Regions from separate parts of the Zea mays genome. Here region 1 is linked to region 2. Evidence: chromatin contacts called from public Hi-C data. All regions are on one chromosome and are shown on one strand. Each heading gives the region's core, a stretch centred on a gene start, on an enhancer-like site or on the middle of the called end of the contact. The rest is flanking DNA. Distances are from core to core; before and after follow the strand shown. Region 1 holds the start of LOC103646691. Region 2 has its middle 40 kb from the start of LOC100381458.

Region 1 (3,139 bases), core at 291-2,790, 540 kb before region 2:
ACATGTCTTATCTGAAGAGGATGTTGATTTGATCTTTAAATTTCATGTTTACGGGCTTAAGGCTACACAGACGGAGAGGAACAAATCGAGTTTTTACTTTTTAGAGACCAATTGGATTGTCAAGACATTATATTTGATATCACCATTTTGTCAACTGCTTCTTTAAAAAAGACAAGATATATATGTGGCTAATGATAGCAAGTTATATACAAACATCACTATCACTACACCTTTAAGCACAAGTTTATTCGTGCGTCGTCCGCGCCCGTCACGCGCCAGCAAGAACCGTGTGTGCGCCCAGCATGCTCAGCTGCAAAAAATGGGCATGACGGGGGGCTCGAACCCGGGCAGGGTAAAGAACTAAGCGGTTCCACCACTACAGCTGAGGGCTGTTTGTGTTATGTGAATGGGATATGTTGTAAATACATATATACTAATAATTTGAAAATAAAAAATACAATGCACGTGCGACTAACTAGTATATATAAGCAGTCTCACTCTAGCTAGAGAGGGTTATTACAAATGGTTTGCCAGCTACTTGACACAGCACACAACAGTCATCAACCCAAAACAGAGAAATTAGCTGAGCTAGATCGGCCTTTTTAAAAGAAAAAAAATCTGCTGGCTAGCTAGGAATTGAAGAATGCAGCCACTTTCAATGGCCTGAGCCAATGTATTCAGTTTGGAAAATTAAAGAGGGCAATAGATGGCATCACATGCATGTATATATGTTGATAGGAGTAATTAGCCCTGGATGTCCCTCTCTGTAGAAGCAAAGTAACCTGCAGCTTGATGAACACTCATCAGCAGCCATTCAAGATTTCCTTTCAGATGCTCAGTTATCGAGATTTCTTTGAGCAAGTAATTGGAATGTGCAGAAATCTAGTAAAATGATGAAAGCACCTACGAAATCCAGTCTCGCATTCAAACCTGAAATATGTGACAGCCAGCTGTATCACACATCTAGGTACAGGACGCAAGAAGCAAAGAAAGCATCTCTACCCCCAAGGGCAAAACGAGGAGGTTAGTAACCTCAACGGGTCTGAATGAACTAGCAGAAGATCGACATGGATCTATCGATGCGCTAGAAGAAAAAATAAAGAACAAAAAATACAAGGAGACAGGGATAGAAGAACGTGAGTGAAGGGTACCTGAATGGATTCGATCTCTGTCGCTGAGGCTCCAGGATTTGCGCATCGAGGACGTGGATTCGCCCGCCCTCCCGTCGATGCCTTCTCGCGGCCCTCAGCTCGAGGCCGTCGCCGCCGCCGTCAACGCAAGGAACCCTCGGCTCCATCGGGTGTAGCCAGCTAGGGGAGATCGATTTGTCCCCGCCTTCTCGCTGCAATCAGCTCGAGGTCGCCGCCGCCGCAAGAAGATGAACCGTCGCTTGGCTCCGTCGGGGTCGCCACAGCGATGGCAGAGAGCAGTCGAAGACAGATCGCCGTCCGCTACGGATCCTAGCGCGTTGGCAGTTTCCACCGTGTTCCATGCGCCACAACCCTCCATGCGTTGGGCCTAGGCCCAACAAGAATGCCGCCTGTTTTCTTTTCTCTTTTTTTTACCCTGCTGATCTTTTGGGCGCGAGGATGAGGCGATCGTCGTGCTCGAGAAATTTGTGATTTTGTCACACTCAATTTTGGTTATTTGTTATTATGTTATCTCGTGTCTATAATTAGTAGAACCATCTGTGTTTATGATTTATGGGTTCGATAGCATACTGGTGAAGCCCACAAATGATAATGGCAAAATTATAAATGACTCCTCGTGCTTGGTCGCAACAGGTATGCTACTCCACTTCACCCTGTTTCTTCGTATGAACACTCTTGTCTTCTCTATATTAATCTCTACTACTAATTATGTTAGTAGTGTAGGCGTCCACACACCCTTGGTGCACGTTTTGCCGCGTTCTGCCGCCAGCATCCCGCATCCGCGCCGCAACCCACAGCCGCCCCGCAAACGCCCGCATCCGCGGCAGCGCCGCAGCCGCAGCTTCCATCCTCCGCCCTCCTTCCATCCTCCTGCAATCGCCAGCGCGCCCTCCGCGCTCCTGCCATGATCCACTCCCAGATCCCGTCATCCGCCCCATTTTTGTCGCTGCCGTGATCCACTGCCGCAACAGCCATCAACGCATCTCGTAGATCCCGTCAGCCGCTGCGCAATCTCCGCTCCGTGACTCACCGCCATCAACGCAGTCCTCCCCCTCCCAGATCTCATGCTCATCATTCCCTACCCTCCATCAACGCCCCGCTTCACTCCATCGATGGAAGGTGGTCGATGCAGTCATGGGTCGCAGACGGCTATGGGCGAGTTCGACCTCGAGAGTCGAGACTGCTCCTCGTACCGACGACTAGATCCCACGCCCTGCGAGATGAGCTTGCTGGGGACGGGGACTTGCTCGGCCTTGACCTGGATCCCTCCCCTATCCTCACCCAACTCTGGTGAGCAGGATGACCGCCCTCCCGTGGTTGCCGGTTCCCTGTACCAGGCACTTGGTATTCCTCCCACGTTCTTTGCAAAGCTAACGAGGCGCGCGACGACAGTGACTTCTCTGGTGTAGGCAAGGCTGAGTGCAAGGGCAGTGCTCCAGGACGTAGGGGTGCGGATGGGGTCACTGCTGTGAAGTCCGTACCAGAGCGCGGAGCTAGGGTTGGCCACCATCGTCGCCTTGTGCTGCAGGTTCATTCACAGCCGCAGAAGAAGCCTCACTTCAGTGGAAAGGTAGCTCAAGTTCTTCCTTGTCTGCTCAAATTTGGTAGATCTGTGATTTCCTTGTAAAGAGTAGGCGCAATGGCAATAGCTTAGCAGATTACCCGATTGGTTAGGGATAGTTAGTTCCTGGTTCCTTTTATTTTTGAACACCAAATCTCAGATACCCTTGTCGACGCTATTTGTATTGCATAGTTTTAATTATGTAGAACATTATAACATTAGAAGTTGACCACGCAGTGTAGTTCTTTTAACTTGTTCCACTGAATTCGAGTGCTCTTGCTCCTTGATGAACTGTATGTAGTATATTTTAGCCTGGCATTTTCACCTTTTCATTGCTTTATCTATGTGCTTGCTTTGACATGGTTTGGTGGGGAAAACTTGTAGATGAAGCTGTCAAAACTCAGCTCAGCCAATCGGACACTGAAGT
Region 2 (2,908 bases), core at 41-2,540:
GGTCCGGCCGACGCAAAGCTTACCCATGACGAGGTATGTGGGCAGTTAAAAGGTACTCGATCATCAAGCCTACACCGGCTTTGTCCTTAAATAACTCAGACAGCGACACTACAATGAGACTCCCTTCTCGTGCAAGTCAACCATCCGGTCACATGTTATAAACTTATAACCCCAAAACTTAGCACCTAAGAGAGATACTCTTTTCCGATGTTGAACCTAGCACATCTATGATGGATTCAACACCACAAGTTCTTTTTCATAAAAATCCCCTTATCAAGAGTTAAGTATCATCTATTAAAACAAAGAATTTTAATGATCTAATCAGGGCTAAGCATCATTAAAAAACTTTTAAAATAAATCAGGTAACAAGGAATGATTTCCAACAAACCAAGGAAGGTAATGCATCAATAGTCTAGTCACACAACTCCTATCACCTAATGCATCATTCACATGTGATAAAATTTGTAAAAACAAGGAAAGGGGTTAATGCACCGGGACTTGCCTTGTGTTGCGAGGTGTTTTGGCCAAGGTTCTGTTCCACAGATGTCAAAATAAAAATCACTAGCAACAAGAGGATCTTCCGGTTGAGGGACGTCTTCTTCTTCTAAAATAAAGTCTTATTTATGTTCTACACGCAATAATGTTCATGAAAGCTTATGTCATGGCATGAAGGTGCAACTTATATAATAGAAAACAATACACACTTCTAGATTACAACTTTCCTTCACGATGCTTAACAACTATAAGAACTCTCTAGATATCTGATATTCTAAGGTTAGCTACACTAATTCTTTTAAGCTAACAAGTTGTAGCAAGTTTTAATATATTTAATCTTGCTTTTAAAATTCAATCCCATCTTTTTCTTATGATAAAGGTTACTATTTTGGGTTGTGTTTGGTTCCCTGGTCAAACAGTCTCCAAACAAGTTCAAACTTTATCCAAGCACTAAAACAAACATATTCAACATTCTCACAAATTTTCATGATTTTTGGAATTTAGAATTTATTTCTAAAATTCAAATAGGCTTTACATAGGCACTCTTTAATCCTAGATATAGTATTTTTGCAGTAAAAATCCTAAGAGTAGCTTTACCAGAAATTGCATGATTTTAGGAGTCTAACAAAATTTGTCTCATTATTTTTTTTCATTTTCTATAGTTTTTAATGGATTTCATTAGTTGCAGTAAAAAGAAAAGGAAAAACATGTGAATAGGGTTGGGCCGATACTGGCCCGCGTCAGCCCACAGATAGCAAGATACGCGCGCGCCCGCGTTGCATACTTTGCGCAAAGGTACTCAGTAGTTCAAACAACCAAAAAATAGTCCCTTGCACCATTACCTGTGTCACTGACAATCACAAAGAGGCCCTTCCCTTCTATCTCATTCGCAAACATACGCCCCCGCGTGGACTCTAGTCGAGCACTTGGCTCAGGCCGCGTAAGCTCGTCGTCGGCGACCTCCCCGGCAGTAGCAAGCACTCGAGCATCATCCTCGAGGCTAACCAAGTACATCCCCAAGGTCAGTTGGACTAGTCCGCTCCTAAACCGTGTCTGCCCACGACGACGGGGGAGCCAGGGCTCCGGCCAGGTTAGACCCGCGTTCACAGCACAGTAGCATTCAATTGAACGGCAGGGAGAGCATCAGCGACTCACCAGAGTTACGATGCCCATGCCAGTTTGGTCGGAGCAGGCACAAATCAACCGGTCGAGGTGAAGGCTGTCCTTGGTGGCGTTCACCGATGTCGACATGATGTTCCCACTTCCCAGTACTACACTGCGGTAGAGTTCAAACGGCCGGGCCAGTGAGCATCAAGGCGTATAAGGGAACTTAGAATACCCAACAATTTAGCTGCAGCTACCTCGGATGATGTTGGCCAATGTCAAGCTCATCACGGTGGCGTTGGTGACCAATTTTGGGAATCCGAGAGTTTACGGGGTATGGTGGACGAAGGAAGGTGGCTGGCGATGGACTGGGTGTTTAACATAGGGGCGGAGCAGGGAGAACACTCAATTTAAAGGCATCGGCCACTCTTGCCACGAATTTGGATGACACCGAACCTGTCGGCGTGACCAGATAGTTCACTAGAACTTACTCTCCGTGGCGCATAGAAGTGCAATAGCTCAGAGACAATAAATTACTGCTTTCCATGACCGTAGAGACGTGGTGAAGGAGTTGCTGCTTGGTACGATGAGGATGAGTGGAAACCACCCCCGCGGCGACAGCTTCGCCATAGTACCGGCTAGGGTGTACGGCGTATGAGGTTGTCCAGTGCCTGGATTCACCCTCCCCCAAGATCTTTTCACCCCCAGGGGTAGAATCTGTCCTTAGCCGTGTGCAAATCGTAGCGCCGAGCTTGGATCACGGTGTGGATCTCCGGCAGCGATGTACACTGAATCCGATATGGTTCAGTTTACTGTTCATGCGTGAATGCCGCTTCGACTTGCTTGACAGAGCTACTTTGGGAGCATTTTACTCCAAATTTCGCACATAACTAGATCCAACCCACTATAGGAAACTTATACACCAATATATGAGCTCCAAATTTGTTATAGTAACCAGGGTTCATAACTCAATGGATCAACCACAAAACAGCTCCAAAGTTGGGTGAATGTCACTGAATTCTTAATTTCAGCATAGCTTCTATCTGACAGCAATACTTTGGATGTGTTTTACACCATGTTCCATATGGTTTTAAGACTAGGTTACTTAACCAAGTTGGTACTCCTATTGAAGTTGTACAACTTTGTTATGGTGACTTTTAACAAAGGTGGATTAAAAGTTACAAGGGTCCAAACTTTGCTCAATGCCACTGTTTTTGAGAGCTCAAACTTGAGGCACTTGTGAACTTTTGCTATTTTCTCCAAATTTCTTCACAAAACTGGCAAATCTCCAAATGGGAAAGTTGTTGAA

The links. Hi-C and Micro-C count contacts between places; a contact is called where the count stands out from the background.
Region 1: a contact with region 2 is called in a Hi-C map of ear, with 1.9 times the contacts expected there. The contact joins the promoter of LOC103646691 here to the enhancer-like site in region 2. A contact is called at or near these places in 2 of 25 Hi-C or Micro-C datasets (ear and leaf).

Annotation. Positions count from the first base shown.
Region 1 is chr2:92,353,222-92,356,360 of Zm-B73-REFERENCE-NAM-5.0, reverse strand. LOC103646691 reads right to left here and starts at 1,540. Exons shown (of 18, transcript XR_004856283.1): 1 at 1,152-1,540.
Region 2 is chr2:91,813,818-91,816,725 of Zm-B73-REFERENCE-NAM-5.0, reverse strand. No RefSeq gene overlaps it. Among protein-coding and RNA genes, the nearest start is that of LOC100381458, 40 kb to the right of the region's middle. Within about 2 kb of position 1,290, at least 14 of the 20 cell types and tissues checked have an H3K27ac peak or open chromatin away from gene starts, as enhancers often do. A contact at or near this core is called in ear and leaf, where this site is marked.